Linked DNA regions of Danio rerio: region 2 is linked to region 1. A link is a contact called in public HiChIP or PLAC-seq data. All regions are on one chromosome and are shown on one strand. The core of a region is the stretch at or near the end of the contact, and the rest is flanking DNA. Distances in the headings are between cores, read along the strand shown. Region 1 holds the start of lpla (lipoprotein lipase a). Region 2 holds the start of fam32a (family with sequence similarity 32 member A).

Region 1 (4,937 bases), core at 768-3,267:
ATCTAAATCAAGTTACCTGTGATTCTGTTAACTTTATGTTTGGTGAGAAGGCCAGCGATTCCTGCAACATGAGCGCCAAGACTGTAACCCAACAGATGCAGCTTCTCCCAAGGATAATCAATTTCAGCCTGGACGAGAAAACAAGACATGCAGGATAAAGTTTAAGGCATGAAACAAGCTCTATATCTTCAACAAATTTTCTCTTTATGATTGTAACCAAAATTTGGAAAACTCTGAGAGCTTGGCATACCTGTAACCAGTTGACAAATTTGGCCACGTCTTTGCCAACTAGTTTTGTGTAGGAGGCTGATGTTGGGTAATGTTGTTGCGCACGGGACAACCAGTCCACAACAATAACATTGGCTGAGGGCTCTCGTTCATAAAGAGCTGTTACCAGTTTGGGAACCCAGCTCTCAAACATTCCCGTGACCTGAGAAAAAAAAAACATCATTGCTTGGACTGCAGTGCACATTCAGTGCAGACAAAAAAAAAAAAAAGGCAGCACTTACCGTCCATCCATGAATAACTATAAAAGTCTTGGTTTCTGTATTGAAGTTACAGTCTTTGATGGATTGGGGTTGACCAGGAACTATGTAGCACAGGTCATCTTCAGGTTCTTCGAGGGTCCGAAAAGAAAACTTGGACTCGATGTCAGTGAAATCCATCATCCATTCTGTGGCATTGCCTATGATGTCACCTTCACAAAACCAGATCAACAATCAGTTTAACCTACTGGCCAGCAAACAGTAAGTGTTGATTATATTCAGCGCCTTTTCGCGTAAGCTGCTTATAAATTTTTAATTACTAGTTTTAAAGAAGCTTATCTTGCATGTGCTTATACTTTTGCTCTTTTTTTTTTCTAGACAAAGAATTATTCCCAAACGAAGGATTGGATCCATTCCCAGACTGATAATGTTCAAAGTTATTTTTCTGTAAAAGTTTCAGTGAGTCCATAACCGACCATTCTGACATGTCAAAAAGAATACAATTTATTAATGCTATTATTGCAGTAACTAACTAAATAAATAATTTTTATTTATACAATAACCATTGTTTAAATGAATAAACAATGGTATAAAAAATATATACATTTTTTAACATCAGTTTTGAGTCTTTTCCTACTACTTGACTGATAATATAAAAAAGTACAATGTCCACATATCTTAAGTATATCTAAAATCTACTTTTGACATAACATTTATTTTCTGTGTTGTTAAAAGCCTACAAATTCGATTAAAAACTGAAGATGTTTATAGTCATTTTTATGATCTAATTTGAAAAGTACAGTGTTCAAAAGGAGACCAACAACTATTAAAAAACATTTACATTTTAATAATAAAAATTCATGGAAATAAAACACAATTAAATAGAAAGTTTCTCTTAATGTTTATATAGCATTATTAGACTTTTATGACACTTTTATACAATAATATATTAATGTTTAAATTAAAAAAAATATATATATTTTGTTTTAAAGTTTTGTAAAATCTTTATATTTTTTGCACCAATATAATGTGCTGCTATATATTTTATATAATAAGTGTTTATATATTTATATGAGTTTATGATAGTGAAATTAAATGCAGTCAATGAAACATGAGCTGTGCATAATGCCTCGTGCGTTCATTCTGGGCGCTTTCCGTTATTTCTGTGCATTGTGATTAATTATGCGACTCTCTGAACCACATTTTCGCCATTAAGTTGAACTTTGGACACTTATTAAACTTTATAAACGCAAGTTTATTTAAACAAATAATCTTATACTTACTTAAAGTGATAGATTCAGCAGTTGGGTCAATTGTAGTTTCCATTCCCGAGGAAATGTAGACAAAGTACATCCAAGATATTAAAAAAGCGCTGCTTACTCTCCCCTTATTAAACATCATAATGATCACGGATTCAACAGCTTGTTAGGATTGAATGTAAAAGGCGTTGAGATCCGGGTATTTAAACAGTGTTACAGCAGGTTAATATTCCAGTTGGGAGGCAGCAGCTGCTTTAGATGTCTTGTGTCCAGAGTTCCTCAAAAGTTTAAATCGGTGCCGCTACAAGCGTGTCTTTATCCTACCGTGCGGGACCTTATGCAAATCAGCGGCATTTTATTGGTCAACAGAGGCGGGGTAAGGCGCGATCTGACCAATAAAAAGCCAGGAACCCCCACACTGACTCATCACTTACAATTACAAGTCTGAAAGTTTTGAGGCCCCTGAGAGTCTACAAGCAAATCGATTTCTCAAGGTCTTTCTTTTTGTTTTTTTTCTTTCTTTCTTTTTTTCTTTCTTTCTTTCTTTCTTTCTTTCTTTCTTTCTTATGATGTTTTTTATGCTAAAATGATATATGGATTTATGGTAAATTGTCATCGTATTTTTATATTATAAACTAATTATGATCAGTTAATTATAGTTTTAATCTTAAATGACATTTCATTAGGACTATGTAATGTTATCTTTTTATATGACTTAATAAACAATAAATAAATAAACAATTGAAACAAAGCATTGAAAAAGGCTTATAAAACTGTTTAAGTTTTAAAGAAATTGCAATTTTACATTTTAAATGTAAATGTTGTGATTATTTATAGGTCTAAAAGAGTAAAATGTGCTTCAAAAATAATAACTAAACAAAAAGCAGAAAACACTGACAAACTGAAGTACATTGAAAAAAAAAGGTAAATGTCATAAATGCTTAAGAAATGCCAAATAACACCCATTTGAGAATCTACAAGCAAATCGATTTCTTAAGGTCTTTCTTTTGTTTAATAATGTCATGATGTGTTTTTGTTTAAGATATTTATTGTTGAAAAACACATGAAGGATGTATGTTAAATTGTCAACTTTTATTTTTATATTATTATAAACTAGTTATTATCAATTAATTATGCAAATGTATCTTCTCTACATAGCCTACATAAATAAAGAATTAAAATAATGCCTTGAAAAAATCTGAAAAAATACATTACACGACTATGCTTAAAAGCAAATAACAATTTTACGAACAGAAATTGTCATGATTTAATTTATATATATATATATATATATATATATATATATATATATATATATATATATATATATATACATATATAATTATTTAAAGTCACAATATATATATTTATATATTAAGGTACATTTTGCAGATTTATTTAATGTCATTAAATAAACGTGATGTAAATTAATGTTATTCAAACTGTTTAAACATATAAAGAAATCGCAATTGTAACATTTTAAATTTAAATGTTGTGACTAATTAAGTCTAAAAGGTTAAAATGTGCTTTCAAATATAATAAAACAACTAAACAAAAAGCAGAAAACACTGACAAACTGAAGTACATTGAAAAAAAAAATTGTCATAAATGTTTAGTAAAAATGCCAAATAACAGCCCTTTATTAAACATCAAATTGTACAGATAATAGCATAAATAGTATTTTATTAAAACATTTATTATTACTCGCATGTACAACCAAAATGATTATTATTTTAATTTAATTTAATAATTTTATTATCCTACTTCATTTTATTACTATTTGAATGTAATTGTTTTTTAAATAATGAAGGTGTGTTATTAATATTTTTCAAAATGGTTTGGCCATGTGCAGTATGATATATTTAAACGTGAATTACATTTATTTATTTATTGATTTATATATATATATTAAAAAAAAGTTTTTGTATATTTTAGATCTGCTTGACGTCCATCATCTCCAGAAATGTTATTCTCAATCATCACAGTCTACTCAAGGTCATCACAACTGATAAAACCCCGCACACAGACTAAAATCATAGTTTGCTCAGTGCGTCCCAACAAAATAAAGTGTTACTTTAAATTTAAACATTGTACATTATGTTCACTCAAAGTGCTTCCTGTAGAACTAAAACACAGTTATTTGCCAACTTGATAACCAACAACATAATTTGTGCCAAACCCAGCCTGCTCTTGGCAGCAAATTAAAGAGAGTCACAAAATATCAGTGACTTCCATTGAGGGAGACGGTCAATGGGTGTGTTTGACCACCTGCCGTCTCATTGGCTGGAGAACAAATCCAAAGAAAATTCTGCAAATTCCTGCCTTTGAAAGAAAAGCACTCATTGGATGTAGAATTTAGACAATCTCACCTCTGAAATGTTGTATTGCAGCACTTCTCGCATTATCACACTGATTTCTTTATGATTGTCTTTATCTGTATTAAGAAGTACTCAGGAATTAGTGCTAAAAATAAAAGCACACACACGTGCCTTTTCATAAACAAACACTTACGTTTGCATGTCTCAGTGCATATAAACATTTACACTATTTGATTACTCGTGTTTAATCATTGATGCCTGGAAATACACAAGGCAGTTTGCTCACAGAGATATGAAATTGAATGTGATCGCTCTGGCACTGCGGTTTATGCAGAACACATGTGTAAAAGTGTCGCTGAAGTGATCCGATAAATGATACAAGAGCTGAAAAATGCAACACCGCCATCTTGTCAATGCGAAAAAGTCATTTCAGTCAGTGTTTGGAGTCTGAAGTATACTTCAGTTTATATGTGTATGCATATAGTGTGCATAACACAAATTTGGACATCATCACAATACATGCAAGACCTGAAGTACACTTCATACTAGCTGAAAGCACAAACATGAACTACACCAACATTTGATGCATTACAAAAATGTTAAGTATATAAATATATGTATGACTTTTTTTTACTACTAATTTAGCGTAAGCACAGTAAAATACATTGTATGTGTAAGGGATAATCAACAGATTGCCATGAATCACTTAATTGCACGACGCAGAGTTGGGTGGTTGCCTCCGCAAAGTGCATTTAAATACCTTTAATGCAACAACGAAACAGAGTTTTGATCAACTACTCTTCATATTAGATACTCAATTCAGTTCATGTTTACTTCTATAGCAATTTTACAATGTAGTTTGTGTCAAAGCAGCT
Region 2 (4,937 bases), core at 1,050-3,549, 99 kb before region 1:
GTGTTACCAAACCATGAAACAATATTTTATGTGAGAACGCTCTCTATCAATGATCTATATGCCATGTTTAAAGTCTGTGTACTTGCATTAAACTTCTCAACTTGCGAAGGAGATGGAGGCGCTGACTTTCTTTCTTATAAACTGCCTCTACATTACAATTAAAATTCAGTTTATTGTCAATAATTGTGCCTAAATTCTTAAAATTTGAGACCTGCTCTACAGTTTGTTCGTTTATGGTGACCTGTTTAAAGAGACTGGTATCTACCACTCTTGTTTGACTACCCACACAGGGGAGTCTACCTTGTCTTAGAAGTTATCTGTTTGTTCAGCTTTCTCACTGAAATGTGTTATAATTATTTAAAACTGCAGATCAAATGGTTTGAGTGTCTTTTTGAGACACAGTAAGATGGCTGTTCCATAGTGTCACTAAATGAGTTAAAAAGGCTAGCACGCATTATCAGATCACAGTGGTAAATTAAATGTTTTTTTGTAACTTACAAATTGAGAGTTTATGCATCAAGAACGTAGCGTTCCCTTTTGGTTATTTTTTAGAAATCAAATAAAATTTGGATGATTTCTGCGAGATCTTTTTTTGAAATCCAAAAATGTAACATCCCCAGAACAAAGATACTTTGAAAGAAAATGTTCTGATAGCCAGAAAATAATGTTCCCACATTAGTCTGAGAACCAAACATTGCTGATTCTGACTCCATGTTACTGATTATTAATTAGCAAATGTGATTTCATTTTGCACAATTTATATTTAAAGATTAAAGTTGACAACTGATATGCAAATCAAAGCATATTGAAGATGCGTTTAAGGCAGGGGTGTCCAAACTCGGTCCTGGATGGCCGGTGTCCTGCTCAGTTAAGCTTCAACTTCTGCCTAGAAGTTTCTAGTATACCTAGAAAGAGCTTGATAAGCTGGTTCAGGTGTGCTTAATTGGGGTTGGAACTAAAATATGCAGGACACCGGCCCTTCAGAACCAAGTTTGGACACCCAAGGCAAGGATTCTACTCCGTTATTATTAGACCATTGTTTAAAGACTTTACTTAATTATTCTGAATTAAAAATAATTGGCTTAAATGAATTTTATTAAGGAAACTTATACAGTCACATGCACAAATGTAACAAAGCATCACTCTTGAATCAACATTTTCTGTCATAAATTGCAATTGAAGCCACTTTACATGTTTGGACTATTTTTTTGGCAGTCAAGCCTTGCAATAAACAAAAGCCAATCAACAGCATAAATACATAATTGAACCACAAGTTACAAAATGTAATTTTCACAAACATTTGAACCTTGAATGTGTTAAAAAAGAAAAGAAAAGAAAAAGAAAGAAAGAGGTTGACTGCATCCAAAAGGGTTTAAAATTTTAAATGAAAACTTAAAATCACTCTGGACTTTGCTGCAGCACTAATTACAAGAAAACAAAAACAAGCCCATATGCTATTGAAGCATGAAACTGAAAATCCACAAATATTTATTTCGTCCAGCTGACTTTAGGAATGTCATAATGCTCTGTCAGTGTGTCCAGGTGTCTGTTGAAATCCTGTAACACAACAAAAATAACTTATTTACACATTAATAACCAAATAACCACTTGTTACTTACATGAATCTCAATACTGATGCTTACCTCAACTCTTCTCTTGTGTGTTTTGGAGGCTTTCTTCAAGATTCTTTCCATTTGCTAACGAGAAAAATATATTTAAGATAGAATATAGTGTGTTAATCTCACAGAAAGCTAAAGAGCAATGTCGATAGATAGATAGATAGATAGATAGATAGATAGATAGATAGATAGATAGATAGATAGATAGATAGATAGATAGATAGATAGATAGATAGATAGATAGATAGATAGATAGATAGATAGATAGATAGATACTCACCCTTTTCTCTTGTATTTTGTCGAATGCCATCTGTGCTGGTGTCCTTTTGTCAACATAAGCTTTTTTAGTTCCTTCTTCGTTTTCAGAGGTCAAAACTTGTTCCTCCAAACGCTTCATTTCCTTATTCTTCTTCTTTTTCCTAAAAAAAACAACACAACATGAAAATTGATCACATTAACAACGATGTTAAGTCGATCAACAACACAGAGCTAGCATAACAGCTAACAGATGGCGTGTCAGTCAATGACAAAATATTTCCAAAATAAATATCGTAATAGTTGTTTTGATATATTAAAAACTAACATAAACAAATACACACTTTTTACTTGGTAAAGAAACCCCTTTCAGTTTTAAAGAGCCTTTCTGGACAGACTTGTACTCCGACATTTCAGCTTCTGTCTGTATCAGACTAGCTTGCGTCCCAACAGGATTGTTTATCAATTTTCCTCGGATTTACTGCCCTCTAGAGAACAGGAGTAAACTCGTTTCTTAAACAACGATTTATTTCTGCTTAGTTGCTTTTTCCAACCAGTCGTTTGTTATAAATTCATACGCTGCCCGTGTTATGTACTTTGGAAAAGCTTTATTAAAACAGTCACATGTGAGAATTGAGCAAGCATGGCCTTATTTTGGATTTATGCAGTGCGCATGCGTGTTTTAGCTTCTTCCGGAAACGCGTCTCTCCTTCATGGGCAGTTCAGACAGCATGGTGGAGGATACGTAAAGCTACAATGGCACATACTGTATTACAGCCTTTCAAAAGGATAAACTTGCCTGTTCTGAATGCTTATAATAATCTTTTTTGTAACACGTTTCTCGTCCAGACCCGTAGTTATGCTAAGAAACCAGGTATGTTTCCTTTTTGTACAGATTTAATACTATATTCACACATGTCAACATTAGCCTGCAACTTCTGACCTTGGAGGACCAATTTTTACAACATTTAACTTATTGCTGTATTAAATTGTATTGTATTTACGTTATATTTAATTTTTTATTGAATTTTCCTTTATTCATGTTTATTAAATATTATTCGTGTCTTTATTAGTATTCAAAGGGAAGGGGAAAGGAATGGTAAAGGAGGTTCTGAAAGGTCCAGAAGTCTGCAAGGATCCAGCAAAGCTTTGCACATATGCAGTTGGGGTTAATGTCTTTAAACAAGGTGAAGACCCTACTATTAAACCCAAGGATGAGTATCCAGAATGGTAGGAATGTGTTTTTTACTTTGCATTTATTGCATGTCATGTTAGCTACAATAATAACTTTCTTGAAATTAACAGTTTCATTTTGGTCCCCCCATGTATTCAGGTTGTTTCAGTTAAACCTCGGCCCAGTCAAACAACTCAATGAACTGGAACCAGACAGTTGGGAATACTGGAGGCGAATAAGGAAGGAACACATTTGGAGGCATAATAAACTGAATAAAGGCAAGAAGATGTAGAGGATTTGGACAAATCATTAAGAGTAAGGTCTGGATCAACATATCGTTTCCCAGCAGGCAAAGGGGACATTGACATTTTTGCTGGTGATTCGGTTCTCAAGTTGCTGAGGATCATGTATTCATATTATTGTTTGTTTTGTTGTCATTCTTTGTATTGCTATTGTATTGACATTCGGATCAGTTCAGTGACATGAAATAAATAACATTTCTTATGATGTTATAAATGCGCAATGTCAAAGTTTTTTTGTGCTTATTTATACAAACATAATAATGTCTGTTTATTTTTCATTTTTATTTATCTATGTGGTAAATCTATAGGTTTGTATATATAATCTGTGTGTGCAGGGGCGTAGCGGACATTTTAAAAGTGTGGGGGGTAGAAACAGCTGAACGAGATTGAAAAGTTTACGTTCATAAAATTAGTAACCACTGGTTTCTATATGGTCTGTCTCTAAAAGTGAGGGGGACGTATCCCCCAGTTGCTATGCCCCTGTGTGTGTATGTATATTTGGCATGGGCTGGTATAAGATTCTGACAATATAATAACCCTGGATAAAAAATTTCACTGTTTTTAAATATATTGTTTTGAAATATATATAAATATTTTAAATCTCTGGGTAAAAAACAAGAACTTTTCCCCTTTGAACACATATGTTTAATTTTGTGAAACATATAAAATATTTTGAAACCATACATGCAACGAACATGTCAGCCTAAATAACTTAAAAGGAATGACAGATTTCTTTAGAATTTAAAACGACTAAAACAGTAAATAAAAAAAAAAACTTTAAACAAAAATCTTTCATATACGCGAAGCAGGTTTAAAACCTGACTTTTCCAAACCTAGTATATATATATATATATATTACATTAACCTAGTTAAGCCTTTAAATGTCACTTTAAGCAGTATAGAAGTGTCCTGAAAATATCTAGTCAAATATTATTTACTGTCATCATGGCAAAGATAAAATAAATTAGTAATTAGAAATGAGTTATTAAAACTGTTATGATTAGAAATGCGTTGAAAACAATTCTTTTAAAAACAAATTAGGGAAAAAATAAACAGGGGGGCTAATAATTCTGATTATATATATACTATACTGCTTAAAGTAACATTAAAAGGCTTAACTAGGTTAATTAGGTTAACTTGGCAGGTTAGGGTAATTAAGCAAGTTATTATTAATAATGGTTTGCTCTGTAGAGTATAGGAATAAAATATAGCTTAAAGAAGCTAACAGTTTTTTAACAACAGTTTTTTTAAACGCTTTTATTTCAGCTGAAATAAAACAAATAAGACTTTCTCCAGAAGAAAAAATATTATCAGACATACTGTGAAAATGTCATTGCTCTGTTAAACATCATTTGGGAAATATTAAAAAAAGGTTACTTTAAATGGGGGGCTAATAATTCTGACTTCAACTGTACTATATAAAGGAGTAATAGTCATCTCTGTCACATCTGTTTTTACCTATGTATTTATCGGATTTTATTTTTAAGGTTATGGGCTGAGAGTTTAATCTCTTCTTCAGCAAGGAGTGATTTGTCGACACCCTGATGCCTTGCTTCTATAGGTTGACAGAAGGTGAAAGTAAAAAGC

The links. HiChIP or PLAC-seq counts read pairs in DNA pulled down with a chosen protein or histone mark.
Region 2: an H3K4me3 HiChIP or PLAC-seq map of gastrula embryo shows a contact between it and region 1, with 4 times the contacts expected there. The contact joins the promoter of fam32a here to the promoter of lpla in region 1. A contact is called at or near these places in 3 of 4 datasets of contacts at active chromatin or transcription factors (caudal fin, embryo and gastrula embryo).

The regions. Positions count from the first base shown.
Region 1 is chr22:15,338,317-15,343,253 of GRCz12tu, reverse strand. lpla (lipoprotein lipase a) reads right to left here and starts at 2,017. Exons shown (of 10, transcript NM_131127.1): 1 at 1,769-2,017; 2 at 510-697; 3 at 251-430; 4 at 17-128. The coding sequence starts at 1,886.
Region 2 is chr22:15,437,195-15,442,131 of GRCz12tu, reverse strand. fam32a (family with sequence similarity 32 member A) reads right to left here and starts at 2,299. Exons shown (of 4, transcript NM_001002203.1): 1 at 2,219-2,299; 2 at 1,900-2,038; 3 at 1,644-1,697; 4 at 1,078-1,557. The coding sequence starts at 2,286. The coding sequence ends at 1,489. It overlaps mrpl54 (mitochondrial ribosomal protein L54), which reads left to right and starts at 2,564. Exons shown (of 3, transcript NM_001346276.1): 1 at 2,564-2,748; 2 at 2,948-3,104; 3 at 3,208-3,567. The coding sequence starts at 2,631. The coding sequence ends at 3,340.